Regions from separate parts of the Mus musculus genome. Here regions 2, 3 and 4 are each linked to region 1. A link is a contact called in public ChIA-PET, Hi-C and HiChIP or PLAC-seq data. All regions are on one chromosome and are shown on one strand. Each heading gives the region's core, a stretch centred on a gene start, on an enhancer-like site or on the middle of the called end of the contact. The rest is flanking DNA. Distances are from core to core; before and after follow the strand shown.

Region 1 (3,534 bases), core at 811-3,310:
TGTAGGCACACACATATACGTATGTCTTTAAACAAAAGAAGAAGAAGAAGAAGAAAAATCTTATAATTTTCTCTTTCAAGTTTAGATAAAAAATAATATATACAATATCAGCAGTAGATTGTTCATGGAGTTTGCCATTTACATACTGTAGCTGATATTATTTAAACCTTTTTACAAATGCAGTCCAAAGCTGTTACCTTAGCTCCGTGGTGCTGATGCTGCATCCCTTTAATACAGTTCCTCATGCTGTGGTGACCCCCAAGCATAAAATTACTTTGTTGCCACCTCCGAACTGTATGTTGCTACTGTTCTGAGTCATAATGTAAATATCTGATATGCAGGATATCTGACATGTGACCCCTGTGGGGGTCATGACCCACAGGTTAAGAAATACTGCCTTACACTAAAACCTCTTGGTTTTCCTCACTGATAAACGCAGATTTTTAAGCGTGTCTTCAATGCAGCCAAGCCACAGTGTATCTGTGATGTACCTAGGGAGTAAGAATGGCCGATAAGGGATTTAAAGGAACTCTCAGCATCGATGATAACCGTAGGCCGTACAGAGAAGAAATGATTTAACCATGAGTAGATCTCACATTTGTGATTAAAAAATGAGCAGGAAGTGGGCGAAATTGACATAATCTGATAAGAAACCAGGGAAGTTGTTGAATCTCGTGTTGTCACTGAGGACACTGCGGTTCAGAGCCAGAGGAAACATCGTGTCGTCTGCCAGGTCTGAAGTCATAAGTAGCACTGGCCCCAACAGCAGACAATGGACAAGGAGCCTGGCTAGGCCTTCCGTAAGCCGTGTTTGGCAAATGGAGATATTCTGACAGGCTGCTTCCACAGTTGTGGGCTCAGTGAAACCTGGAGGCCCCCGCCCTGCCCTGGACTCTTCTCTCTTCAGTTCAGGATTCCAGACAACATCAATGGAACACTGGCAAGAACCGGTCTGCAGCCAACATCACGCCCATTGGCACTGTCCAGAGGTCAGTGGCCTCTGTCTTTCCAGGGTTTTGAGAACACACATGAAAGTCAAGCATTGACTGAGACAAGAAAGTTCTTCCCATCTTAGCAAATATCAGAGACCAGGCAAATGGTGACAAAGACGACATGGACTCTTTCAAATGTCCTCTTCTCACCCAGTGGAAACTTCTGTGGATCCTCACTTTGCAATCCCCCATTTGATGTTTAAAACAAAGTCATAAGTATGAGAATATGAAGTCTGTAGACTTACTTTATCAAAAATGCTTTTTGATGCTAACAAATTTCTTTAATATTTTAGTGTTTTCTCCTATGACAAGATTTGATGGGTTTCATGTCTGTATAGGATATATATTAGCATCACTAGGATCCTTCAAAACTGATAATCTCTGTGTTTAAAAAGAAAAAAGAAAAAGGGAAGGGATAGGGGATTTTCGGAGGGAAAACTAGGGAAGGGGATAACATTTGAAATGTAAATAAAGGAAATATGTAATAAAAAGAAAAAGGAAAAGAAAAAGAAAGAAATGAGGAAGGTCCATGGGCCAAAGCAAAGAATGTTTTCCGGATGAAAAGCTTTCCCCTGGCTGTTCTTTTCAGACAATAAACAGTTCAAGCAAAGTAAAAAAAAAATGCAGAAAAACTAAGGTTAAAGAGGAAAACACTGAAGTCAGAGGACATGAAACCAGCAGAAGCAGCAGAAACAGGAAGTAGAGACCAAAATGGTTGTTTTGTAAAGTCTGTGGGTATGAAACCTTCTTCTGGGGAAATGTGAACCCAGGCTGAAAAGCAAGGACCCACTTCATAAGGCACTAAGGAACTAGTCCACATTAATTTAAAAAAAAATTTCTTGCTTGTCAATTGCTTTGCCTACTTTAAGCTGAAAGGGGAATTATTAAATAATATTGGGCATCTTATAAAAGCCAGGTTACAAGAGCAGCTGTCATAAAAACAGATCTCTAACATGCCGGAGAAACACAAAACCTCCTATACCACATTTGGCACAAGAATGGATCCTGCACACAACCACTTCCTTGGGGCACCCTGGCTTCCACAACTCTTACAGAGATCAGAGGTACCTGTGAGTCACTGAACTAGAATGCATCTTAGGGGCAAGGAATAAAATGACTATATCTTAGCTGCAAGGGAGTCAGGGAATATGAATCTTCTGCTTTAGAAAGGCATGGTCCAGAATATGGAAGGATGTTCAGTGATATTGAATACCCACAAAGAACACATGCCCACTACAAACAGTGATGATTGTGCCTCAGGAAAGGTAATTGGGCATGATCTGTTTAAAAAGGGTTAGAGTAGAGAAGGCTGCATGTGAGACAAGCTAGGAGCTGGTTGTGGTAATGAGCAGTAATGCAGTCTTGTCTTACGTCTGGGGAGTACCAGGAAGGGGAAGTTTCTATAATCACTAATGGCATAGAATGACAACATTCAGTCATGAAAGTTATGGACACATGGAGGTTAGGAGTAGGTGCCATTCTGAAGAGGAAAGTTGGGTCTGATCTAAGCCATATTCACTTGAGGGGACAGAAGGCTCCTCGGGTTGACAAAGCTAGCAGATGATTGGTAAGTTATCCACTAGAGTCAGCCACAAAATAAATTTTTTAAAAAAGGAAGAAAGGGGAGAGAGAGGGAGAGAGAGAGAGAGAGAAAGAGGGGGGAGGGAGAGGGAGGGGAGAGTGAGGGGGATGGGGAGGAGGAGAGGGGGAGGAGAAGAGAGAGGAAGAGGGATGGGGAGGGGGGAGAGGGAGGGAGGGGGAGGGGGAGAGGGAGAGGAAGGAGGGGGAGGGGGAAAGGGATGGGGAGGGGGGAGAGAGAGACAGAGAGGGAGGGGGAGAGGGAGGGGAAGAGGGAGAGAGAGAAGAGAGAGACATAAAACCCAGTATGAACAAATGGAATTTAACACCGGGGGTTTTTTCCTCTTAAAAACTAGTTTCTAGCCGGGCATGGTGGCACACGCCTTTAATCCTAGCACTCGGAGGCAGAGGCAGGTGGATTTCTGAGTTCGAGGCCAGCCTGGTCTACAAAGTAAGTTCCAGGACAGCCAGGGCTATACAGAGAAACCCTGTCTCCAAAAAACAAAAACAAACAAACAAAAAACAAAACAAAACAAAACCAAAAAACCTAGTTTCTAACCATCTGCTCTAGTGATGAGCAAGGCAGAGCCCAGGGCCAGGTCTTATCCAAATAACATTCCTTTCTGTGTAACTATGTCTTGGCAGGGGTGGTGGTAGAGATCTAAGTGTTTGTGTCTAGGTGAGAGGGGGATCATACATAAGGAGGCAGGCTTTGCTTTTATTACAGTCACTTGTCACCTGGGCAGAGACATTAAGCCACTGTTGGAAGTCAAAATAGTCTGCAGTGCTGCAGCTTCCGTAGCACCAACCTGTGGAAGGGAAAGGAAGGGTTTGCTCCCTAGTCCATAAGCACTTGCTGCTTGCAGCCCCCTCTTAGACCTCCACGACCATCCCCCAGTCTCTGACAATGAGCTTTACAGAAAGAGGCCCACCAGAAAGTGAATGGGAGGATTGTTACCCACAG
Region 2 (3,111 bases), core at 517-3,016, 200 kb before region 1:
GCATCACTTATCCAACATATGTAAAGAAACTGCTTGCAACTGTAGCTCATTCATTTCCTGACGCGGAAAGCAGGGTTCCAGGACAGAGCCAACGTGGTTCCATCTGTGCCCGGTGGAACTCTGTCGGCCTGCCCTTCTCAGTAAGTTTTATTGCTTCTTCTCTCTTTCCCTTTTTGCTCTGCATGAACCTGGCCACCAAGATGGCTGCACCCAGTGGCAAAACCCTCAACTCTCCTGGCTCAAAACAAGGAAAGACCTTGGACAGCCCTAACATCCGGGAAAACGGCAGGGAAGTGACGTCCGCCAGGGGGCGCCCTTGTTCTCACCTGGACTCTGCAGACCTGGAGTGCAGCAGGACAGCAGGTGACCATGGCTCAGGAGGGCCTTGATGGGCAGGCGGCGAGTGGGTCACAGAGTCACTAATGGCCCCGCCGTCCGCCACCTGCCGCCAGCCGCCTGCCGCCGGATGAGGAAATGGCCCTGCCCAGGCATCGATCTTGGAAGCAGCTGAGCTGAGCTGTGGTTCCAGGGAGGCTGCCTGCTCCAGAGGCCTTCCCATGTCCAGTCCTAAGGCCCTGCACACTTCCTGCCTCCCTCCCTTGCTTGTTTGCTTCAGTCCACCTATCTTTCCTTCCTCGATGTTTCTAACCCCAGGTTACTGTGTGTGTGCCCTCAATAAAGCCATCATCCTCAAGGCGCTTGTCTGGAAGCAAGTCTCTCAGCTCTCCACAGATTGCGGGCAGGGGGGGGGGCGCTTTCTACTGACACTCAGTAACCAGCTTCCCTTTTCTCTACATAAGGTCCAGAGGGGGTCTGAACAGGTTTCCTTGTGGGAAATCTGGTACCATTGTGCCCACACTCTTGCTAAGGCTGATCCTAGAGCATGAAGTAGGTGCTGCAAGCCAGTCATTGTGCTAGGGACCCCCCTACTCCCCAAAGGCATTTCATTCCCAATTCGCTGGACCACTCTTTTTTCACAGAGGCCAAAATCTCTGGCAAGAGCCTACTTAGTGGCAGCTCAACTCCCTCCACCGAGACAGGGTCTCCTGTGTCTTCGCACACCTTGCCTAGGAGAGAAATCAGAGCTAGATTATGCTACCTAGGCTGCCGCAGATTGCCCGCTTCCTCTAGCCTGCTCCTTCCCACAAGACTGGAGATGGAGATGGATGTAGAGGCAGCCTGCTTTCTCCTAAGCCCGTTCATGGCTTCTCATCGTGTTCATCTCCCTTTGTGCCTACGTGTTTGTAATAAAATACCCATAAACACATCGTTAACATTGGATAGGGACACCCTAAAAGGTGTGTTTGGACTTAATCTCTTTACGGGCCTCATCTCAGAGTTATGTTCGTTTGGAAGCACTAGTGAATCTTGGTGGGGGAATGTGATACCATTCAGTCCCTAACAGAGGCCTAAATAAGTTTTAGGTATATGAGGTCACATTCTGCAAGACGTGCAGGCTATCTTTATCTCCTATGCAAACGAACCAATTTCTGTAAACATTTTTTCTAAAAGCAGTTGTTGAACAGAAATATCCAAACACTAGGTACACTGCCTTAAGTAATTGTTTTTAAGTCATGTGTTTGGAGTTTTGTTCAAGAAAAATAATGTGTGAAATCCACTTTATAAATCAGCCGCTTTAGAAAAATGTCTGTCTTGGAAGCCAATTTTTCTCTCCTCTATCAACAAACCTTTCCAAGTGAAGGTTTAAGCGGGAGGGTGTAGTACAGGCAAATGGGCACGAGGTGGCGCCCTAAGTAGCGGCAAGGAGCAGGCAAAATGCATCAGGCTCTGGATTTGGTTTGAATGAAGAATGTATTCATTCAACATGTATTCAGTCCTTGTTGATTGAAGCTTTAGGGTTGGAGCTTTGCAATGTCAGGATCTTGCAGCAGAAACGACCTGTTTAGATTCTTATCTACTTATTTTCTAGGCTATTGTTTGACCCAGATATTTGCCTCTGCCCAGCTTGCTGGGTGAAGTGAGGTTAGGTCTGTAGCTGATTTGCATCTTTAAGCGCTGTCCGGAACTGGTCAGCTGGATCTGCAGTCAAGTTTGGGCGTGCTCTTCGTCAACAGCTCCTCCCTCCGTTTTCTTTGTCCATTGAAAAAAAAAGTTGCATCCTTCACTGATTCCCTGCCCAAGCTGCAGGTGTCACCACACAAATTGGGCAGTCTCCAATCGTTCCTCCCCTGACGGTTGTTCTCTGGCTTTCTCCTTCCATGCACGGAGAACTGGTTTTGTTTCCCTTGACATCTTGTTTCCACCTCAGCTACGTGGAGGAAGAGTCGCAGTGTTTGTTTATTCCTCTGGTTCCCCTTTCCTCCTGATGGTAAGAGCAGGTCCCTTTGGGCCCCCAGCTCCCACCAGGAGCACCCCACCCCCAGCTCTACTAGGAACCCTTTCTGGGTTTTAGCATCGCCTTCTGTACCTGCCCCTTGAGGTTTCAGTAGGAAGCAGCTTCCTGCATGGACACCCAGGGGTTGGTTTGCCTCTGTCTATCTCTGTAAACTTCTGGAAACATCTTTATTAATTTCTCTCCAGTCAACCCTTAGAGGTGTTAGCTCTTCCTGCAAGGTTTTGATTGAGTCACAGAACCAGAAAACCCTCTTTGTGCCTCCATTTCTCTTCTTTTAAGTGAGAATTCATATCCACCTTGTTAATGAGGATCTTCTCTAACAATGACTATAAGCCAAGTGACATCTGAAACCTGTTAACTTCTCTGTACAAGCCTCTGTAATCATCAGAGTGAGCGTCACAGACTAGGTCCTTGGTCCAATGTCTTCCTTCACTTATGCTAATTTTTGTATTAATGGGCAGGTTAATGGGTGCCTTTATGCCGAAGCACCAAAGCATCACAGAAGATTGTCACAACCGTGCTAGTCAACGCTGCGGTCCTGACTACAGACGCAGAGGCCAGACTGCCAGAACCCCAGGCCCTTATGAGTGTTATGTGCTGTGTTTCCTGGCGTATACTAGCCTGTTGCTTCCTCTTTTCCATCTTGCCGACTCCTTCCACCTGCAAAACAGAAGCTGCCCGAGTCCAGCTGTTGTTTATATGGAGGTACATCAAGGCCAGGGAGAGCAAACATTTAACAGGGGCTCTGCTGGGGG
Region 3 (3,201 bases), core at 57-2,556, 170 kb before region 1:
TGGTAACGTTTTGCTGAGGTAACCCTTCCTTGGTGGGGACGGAGTTCTTCGGTTCCGTCCAATGATCTATCTGGTAGCCCAGCACTCAGGTAAGAACCTTGGAGGCTGCCAGTTCTAGTGCCTTCCAAATCTGCCTTTTCTCTCTTGGGAGTAAAGAGCAAGCATTGATCAACAAAGCCTGGCGTTTTCATTTACAATGAAGGAAGTTCTAATTCCAGCTCCGTCCTGGCTGTCTTTTTTTGTCATTCATTCCATGGGAAAGTTACTCTGGGCTGGCTGCACTGGGCTCTGAGCCAAGTTCGCCCCTGGTTTGCCTTACCAGCCCCCTCAGATCAGTTTGAAAGGTAGTGGAATTGCTTGTCCACGACTTTATGCCCAAACTAGAAGTGGTAAGAATTTCACTCTTTGAGCACTGACTGTAGCTAGTGCTAAAGTAAGTGTTTCATATGTGTTATTGTCTAAGTCATAAGATGTCAGCATCATCATCAAAGGGCAAGAAACATAAGAAATGGCTATACTCAGGAGGGGTGTGACCTGAGTAGTTGTCCTGTCCCAGCCCCCATATTGAAATTCTTTTTTTTTAAAGATTATTTATTTTATGTATATGAGTGCACTGTCGCTGTCCATATTTATTTATTTATTTATCATTTTATATATGTGAGTACACCATTGCTTTCTTCAGACACACCAGAAGAGGGCATCAGATCCCATTACAGATGGTTGTGAGCCACCATGTGGTTGCTGGGAATTGAACTCAGGACCTCTAGAAGAGCAGTCAGTGCTCTGAACCGCTGAGCCATCTCTCCAGCCCCCATGTTGAAATTCTAACATCCAGGGCTATGATCCGGAGACCAGGTCTGAGAAATGACTGTGTAATAATGGTGCAGCTGTCATGGGTGGGAACACTCCACTTATGAGCCAGTCTCCAGAGAGCTCTCTCTCTCCTTTTCTTAAGTGTAAGAACTCATTAAGTCCACAGTGTACAACTGGGAATATTTCCTTCTTTAGAAGCCAACCATGCTGGTAGCCTGGTCTCAGACTTCTGGCAGCTGGGATGGTGAGCAATGTATTTCTGTGGTTTATAAATTCACCTCGTCTGTGAGAGTTTGTTACAGTAGTCTGAGCTGAACTAGGACTCCTCTCATCAGGCTAAGCAGCACAACCCTGGCACAGATCTTCACAGGGTCATCACTATGAACAGACATTAAATCATGCTGTCATCGATGGGTACGCTAAAGCCACATGGAGAGTCAGACAGCAGAGCCTTGCTGCTTCTCAGCAACCAGGGCCTCCACTTCCTCACACAGGATGTGACTGCTTTGTGGTCGGCATGAATAAGTTCATCCAGTCTTCATTACAATCCTGCAATTGTATATCCTGCAACACAGTTCCCAATGTACACCCAAGAGATGACCCCTGGGCATCACTGGGGGGGGGGGTATCTTGATTACATTGACTTATATGGGAAGTCTCTCTCTCTCTCTCTCTCTCTCTCTCTCTCTCTCTCTGAGGCAGGGTTTCTCTGTGTATTCTTGGCTGTCCTGGAACTCCCTCTGTAGACCAGACTGGCTTCAAACTCACAGAGATCCACCTGCTCCTGCCTCCCCAGTGCTGGGATTAGAAACAAACACCACCAGGCCTGGTGGGGAAGATTCATCCTAACTGTGGCTGGGGCCAGTGCCTGGGCAGGGGTTCCTGGACAGTACAAAAATAAGACATTGAGCCCTTGCTCACATTTGTCTCTCTCTGCTCCGTGACTGCAGATGAAGGTGGCCATCTCCTGTCACTGTGGGACTGTGACTCCGGTCTGGAACGGTAATCCAGAATGAAACCCTTCTTCGTTAAGTCACTTTAGTGAAAGTGTCTTCTTATCACAGCGACAGAAGGAAAATTACCAAGGACATGGGCGTCCCTAAGATCCTTCAGGTCCTTCTCTGTGGCAGTGGCAAACATCTCATCCTCACAGACTGGATCTGTCTCTCTTCTCTGGTAGGGACATTTCTCCTTCTACGTCGCTGACCAGATCAGATCACATGAAACCCTGGGCTATGACCCAAGCAGACACACAGGAGCCATTCAGGTGCTGGCTTTCTGAGCAGGAGAAGGCATGTCCTCCCCAGGAGCTGCCACATGTCCTTGTGTTGAAATGCACAGTGACCAGAGGGGACCCAGACTACTACAGTGTGCGTGGCCTCTGGCTCTCTCTGAGCTGCTGCCTAAAGGGCACACTGGCTTTCAAGACTGAAAAATGAACCACGTTCTCTCTGACCTTATGGACAGGGTTGTGGGAGGGCTGTGGAGGAGGGAAGCTCTTGAGCGAGGGAGTTGCTTTAGAATAGGGCTGCCTTGGTCCACACTGTTTTAAAGGTCCACACGTGCTCTCCTCCAGGCATCCGGCTCTAATGAGCTACGCAGTGCCTGGCCAGGCCCAAGATACATTCCGGAGGCAAGAGAAAGACTGGAGATTTAATCAAGAGACATGTGATGTTCAATTGAGCCCCAAATTGCTTTTTTGAACATAACATCAAATAAAATGAGAGAGGGGAGGGCTGGACTTTTCTGCAAGCAGGTGAGTCACCCGGAGTGAGCAGGGGAGGGTCTGGAAACCTCTGGAATGAAGTCGAAACAGCAAGTCCCAGGAAGTCGGCAGCCAGGGATGGGCAGGATGAGAGACAGCCATGCAGTTTCCTGCCGTCCCTCGCCTGCCTCCTCAGCCTTCCGCCATCTCCTTGGGTCTCACAGCTTGGTGTGGCTGGAGAATTTTTGCTCTTTTCTCTAAGGGGTTACAGGTGTGTTGAGTCCTTTGGGTGTCTGGCAGAATCAGGCTAAAGGGGAGCTAGGGAAGGGAGGTACCTTACCTGTGGCCTGAGGAACTTGTCGTTTATAATAACTAATAATTCTCAGATGACAGTAACCGCTTGTTGAAATATAATTTATATAGTCAGTTTATAATATATGTATATATATATGTATATATATATATATATATATACACACACACACACACATATATATATATATATATATATATATATATATATCTCCACACATATATACACACACACCCACACATACACATACATATGGTTCTTTGTTTTAAGATAGAGACTTACTATGTTGCCTAAGTCTCAGGCTCCTGGCCTCAATAGATTCTCCTGCCTCAGCCTCCTCATTGCTCGGACTTTAGGTACATTTATTTCC
Region 4 (3,426 bases), core at 1-2,500, 200 kb after region 1:
CTTCTGTTGGCTGTTGGAAAACAAAGCATGTTTGATGCCTTGTTATTATCACAAACGCTGTTAGAAGTGCTTTAATGTTATCTTACAAGTGTTAGAAGTGCTTTAGTGCTATCCACCTCCCTCTACGTATTCATTAAGACTTTTTGGCTGGGCAATATAAATTAATACATCGTTAGTTTAATTCTATGGGAGTATCAACAGCTGTGGCTGACAATGAATCCCTTTACTGATAAGGCACACTTGAGAACACACATAGCATCCACCTTCTCTTTTCTCTTTTTCTTTTCTTTTCCTTTCTTTTCTCTCTTTCTTCCTTTCTTTCTTTCTTTCTTTCTTTCTTTCTTTCTTTCTTTCTTTCTTCTTTCCTTCCTTCCTTCCTCTCTCTCTCTCTCTCTCTCTCTCTCTCTCTCTCTCTCTCTCTCTCTCTCTCTCTCTCTTTTTTTAACAGGATTTCTCTGTATAGCCCTGGCTGTCCTGAAACTCACTCTGTAGACCAGGCTGGCCTCAAACTCAGAAATCCACCTGCCTCTGCCTCCCAAGTGCTGGGACTAAAGGTGTGTGCCACCACTGCCGGGCTTCGATATAATTCTTTATAAAAACTTTTATCTTATGCATATTTATGGTTTACCTGTGTATGTCTGTGCATCACATTCAAGACTTACAGATTAGTTGTGAGCCCCCATGTGGGGAGTCAGAACTGGGTCCTCTGAAAGGGTTGTCAGTGTTAACCGCTGAGCCATCCCTCAGCCCTATAGACTGTAGTTCTCGATTTTGGAGCAGAGATCAGAAGGAACCCTGAAGACTAGATTTGGGTACTAAACTTGGGGAGAGTCCCGCGGGTGTGAACTGCCTGAACTGTTCTGTTGGCTATGTGGAGGAACTACCTTGTATCAAAGGGAGGCTTGCAGGTTCTGGGGCCCTTCCTGACCAAGGCGGAGGCTAAGGCGTTAGCTAGGGCACAGCCGTAAAGTAGTCCAATGTCAAAAGAAGATTTACAACTAAGTCCAAAAAAAAAAAAAGTCTTTAAAATGTGTCTTACATCCAGTTTGGAGCAAGAAACCTGGTCGTCAGCTGTCCGTGGCTCCCCAGGAGGGGGCTCGCACCCCTCAGCCTGTGCCATCAGCTCTGACTCAAGCTCAGTTGCGGCTGCGGAGGACCAAGGGCGCGCGCGGGAGGCGCCCAAACCGGCGGGGAAGCCCGGTCTCGGGTGTCCCCGCCCACAGGGGCGCGGCCGCGCGGCGCTGTCATTGGTGCCCTGGAAGCTGACGCGCAGCACTGGCCGTGGCCGTGGGGCCCGCGGAGGGCGGCGCGCGGCTGATGAAACCGGCTCGGATTCCGCCCGCGTGCGCCATCCCCTCAGCTAGCAGGTGTGAGAGGCTTTCTACCCGCGGTCTCCACACAGCTCAACATCTTGCCGCCTCCTCCGTGAGTACGCGATCCTTGTGATTGCCCAGGAAGCTCTGAAAGCCTGAGTCACCTCGGTGTGCGTGTGTGTCTGTGTGTGTGGCCTCGGGTGGCGTTTCAGGCAGGGCGAGGGTTCTTCTTATCCTCTCCATCTCCGGGGGATGGGTGCGTGGGGCGGGCACCAGTGTTCCGGTCGCCTCCTCCGAGTCCATCTTGGTCCTTTGCAGGCGCGGCGTGGTGCATGATGCAACAGCGGGAGGGAGTGAACACGGGCGACCCGGGTGACGCCCGCCACGCGTGGCGCCGTGTGTAGGCTCCACGTGGGCGCGGGGACCCATCTACGCAGGCTGCCCCGGGTGGCATCCGGAGTCACGGCAGTCTGGGAGACCTTCCCTTACATGGCGCGGTGCGCGGCACCCCGCCCCGCCACGCGGTCCCGGGCAGTGTCGTCAGCCGAGCCGCGCGCAGGATGGACTCTTGTCAGGTCTCGCAGGCATGACCCGAGACCTGAGATTCCTGTCCTCCGGGTCGCCTCATAGTCTCCAGAGGTCCCTTTGGAGGGACTCCCTCTTGGGTGGGTTTTCCTTGTGACCCGATTCGGCCTGCACAGACTGTTCTTCCAGATGGTGTGGAGTGGGAGGAAGTTCTTCCGGCTCCGTAGACAACCTGTGCTCCGTGTGTTTCTGTCCAGTGGAAGACTTCCTGGGCACGATCAGGTCACCAGCCAAGGGTGTCCGCAGAGCAGTCCAGTGTCGCTCGCTCCAGCCCACTGCTGTGTGGACTTGTGTGTTAAGATAGCCAGACATGTGCTGGGATAGGCAGACATGTGCTGGGATAGGCAGACATGTGCTGTCAGGAAAACAAAACAAACTAAAAAACTACATTTCCCAGCACCCACAGTTATACTCTCACGTGCAGGAGGACAGGGTTTCAACCATAGGTGTATTTCTTCTAAAGGTGAGTAAACTTTCACTAGAATCCGGAGCGTTATCTTCTGCGTTATCTTTTGGTTGACTGTCTTAGCTGTCATGGAGTCAGCTGGTAATTGGGATTTTTGTAACATTTCTTGCCCTTCATGTGTGGTTAAGATAATAGGAAACCTCGACACAGTCATCCCCCTGGTATTTTTAGTTGGTCTCAATGGAAATTATTATTTTGACTAGAGCACACCCTTCTGCCACTAAAACAAAAGGGCGTGACTCACGAGATCAGAATAGACATTTAGAGGGGGAAAGTCACCCCATGAATTGAAACAGCTCTGAAAAGTTTAGCGTTTTGAGATCATGTTTTACTTAAGGGTGAAATTTAGAGGGTATATAAGGGAGGGTGGGGGGGGGTGAATAAACCAAAGGAACTAGTTAAGTAGAGATAAGAGATACCCCAGTGGCTAGGGCTGAATCTCACAGCCCCAGGGCTCTTTCTTGGCCCATAATTACAGGTTTTAGATTATTATTATTATTTTTTAAAGGTATGAAGACAAGCTGGCTCCCTTCGGGATTTCTCTTCTAAGACACATGGTCATTATTATATTTGGTAGATCAGTTTCTCCCCACCCCCACCTCACCCTGTGCTCCACCCACAACCCAGCTTCACAACCAGCCTCAAACTTGCTACTTTGCAAAAGATGACCTTGATCCTTTTGCCTCCCACTGTGTCCCTGGGATTACAGGCATTTGCGCGGATCCCAGTTCATGCAGAGCTGGAGAGCGTACCCAGGGGTCTCCTGCACACTCAGCTGCAGGTTTGCACAGTGGGCACCTGACAGGCCGGGTTATTTTTTCTCAGGCCCCAGGACACTTTTTTTTTTTTTGGGGGGATGTAATTAAATGCATTTATTGCTGTTTAAGCCTGCATTCTTTTCATTAGACCCGCCCGGCAGAAATAAGTAACTACATACATGGTCGCATTATGCTCAGGAAATTATGCCTTTCTCCAGAGTTAGAAGTATTTACTAATCCTAGGGAGGAGTATGAAGAAGGAAGACATGGTTAGGGGAAGAAATACCCGGTAACCTGGTGCTTG

Evidence for each region. Hi-C and Micro-C count contacts between places; a contact is called where the count stands out from the background. ChIA-PET counts read pairs in DNA pulled down with a chosen protein or histone mark. HiChIP or PLAC-seq counts read pairs in DNA pulled down with a chosen protein or histone mark.
Region 2: a Hi-C map of bone marrow-derived macrophages shows a contact between it and region 1, with 36 read pairs. The contact joins two enhancer-like sites. A contact is called at or near these places in 1 of 15 datasets of contacts at CTCF or cohesin (large pre-B cells), 2 of 484 Hi-C or Micro-C datasets (bone marrow-derived macrophages and embryonic stem cells), 1 of 115 datasets of contacts at active chromatin or transcription factors (fibro-adipogenic progenitors) and 1 of 9 other capture datasets (embryonic stem cells).
Region 3: a contact with region 1 is called in an RNA polymerase II ChIA-PET map of effector CD8 T cells, with 8 read pairs. The contact joins two enhancer-like sites. A contact is called at or near these places in 1 of 484 Hi-C or Micro-C datasets (bone marrow-derived macrophages) and 3 of 115 datasets of contacts at active chromatin or transcription factors (effector CD8 T cells, kidney and regulatory T cells).
Region 4: a contact with region 1 is called in an H3K4me3 HiChIP or PLAC-seq map of the 230-238 cell line, with 19 read pairs. The contact joins the promoter of Slc7a1 here to the enhancer-like site in region 1. A contact is called at or near these places in 2 of 39 promoter capture datasets (embryonic stem cells and neutrophils), 4 of 115 datasets of contacts at active chromatin or transcription factors (the 230-238 cell line, the SCID.adh cell line, embryonic stem cells and 1 more) and 1 of 9 other capture datasets (liver).

The regions. Positions count from the first base shown.
Region 1 is chr5:148,593,712-148,597,245 of GRCm38.p6, reverse strand. It overlaps Gm46929 (a long non-coding RNA gene), which reads right to left. Exons shown (of 2, transcript XR_001785023.2): 2 at 3,269-3,379. Among named protein-coding and RNA genes, the nearest start is that of Gm46929, 4.6 kb to the right of the region's middle. Within about 2 kb of position 2,060, at least 57 of the 459 cell types and tissues checked have an H3K27ac peak or open chromatin away from gene starts, as enhancers often do. A contact at or near this core is called in the 230-238 cell line, bone marrow-derived macrophages, effector CD8 T cells and 1 more, where this site is marked.
Region 2 is chr5:148,791,891-148,795,001 of GRCm38.p6, reverse strand. Gm36405 (a long non-coding RNA gene) reads left to right here. Exons shown (of 3, transcript XR_377235.2): 3 at 201-685. Among named protein-coding and RNA genes, the nearest start is that of 4930505K14Rik, 15 kb to the right of the region's middle. Within about 2 kb of position 1,766, at least 30 of the 459 cell types and tissues checked have an H3K27ac peak or open chromatin away from gene starts, as enhancers often do. A contact at or near this core is called in bone marrow-derived macrophages, where this site is marked.
Region 3 is chr5:148,767,691-148,770,891 of GRCm38.p6, reverse strand. No RefSeq gene overlaps it. Among named protein-coding and RNA genes, the nearest start is that of 4930505K14Rik, 8.7 kb to the left of the region's middle. Within about 2 kb of position 1,306, at least 63 of the 459 cell types and tissues checked have an H3K27ac peak or open chromatin away from gene starts, as enhancers often do. A contact at or near this core is called in bone marrow-derived macrophages, effector CD8 T cells and regulatory T cells, where this site is marked.
Region 4 is chr5:148,397,728-148,401,153 of GRCm38.p6, reverse strand. It overlaps Slc7a1 (solute carrier family 7 (cationic amino acid transporter, y+ system), member 1), which reads left to right and starts at 1,250. Exons shown (of 13, transcript NM_007513.4): 1 at 1,250-1,425.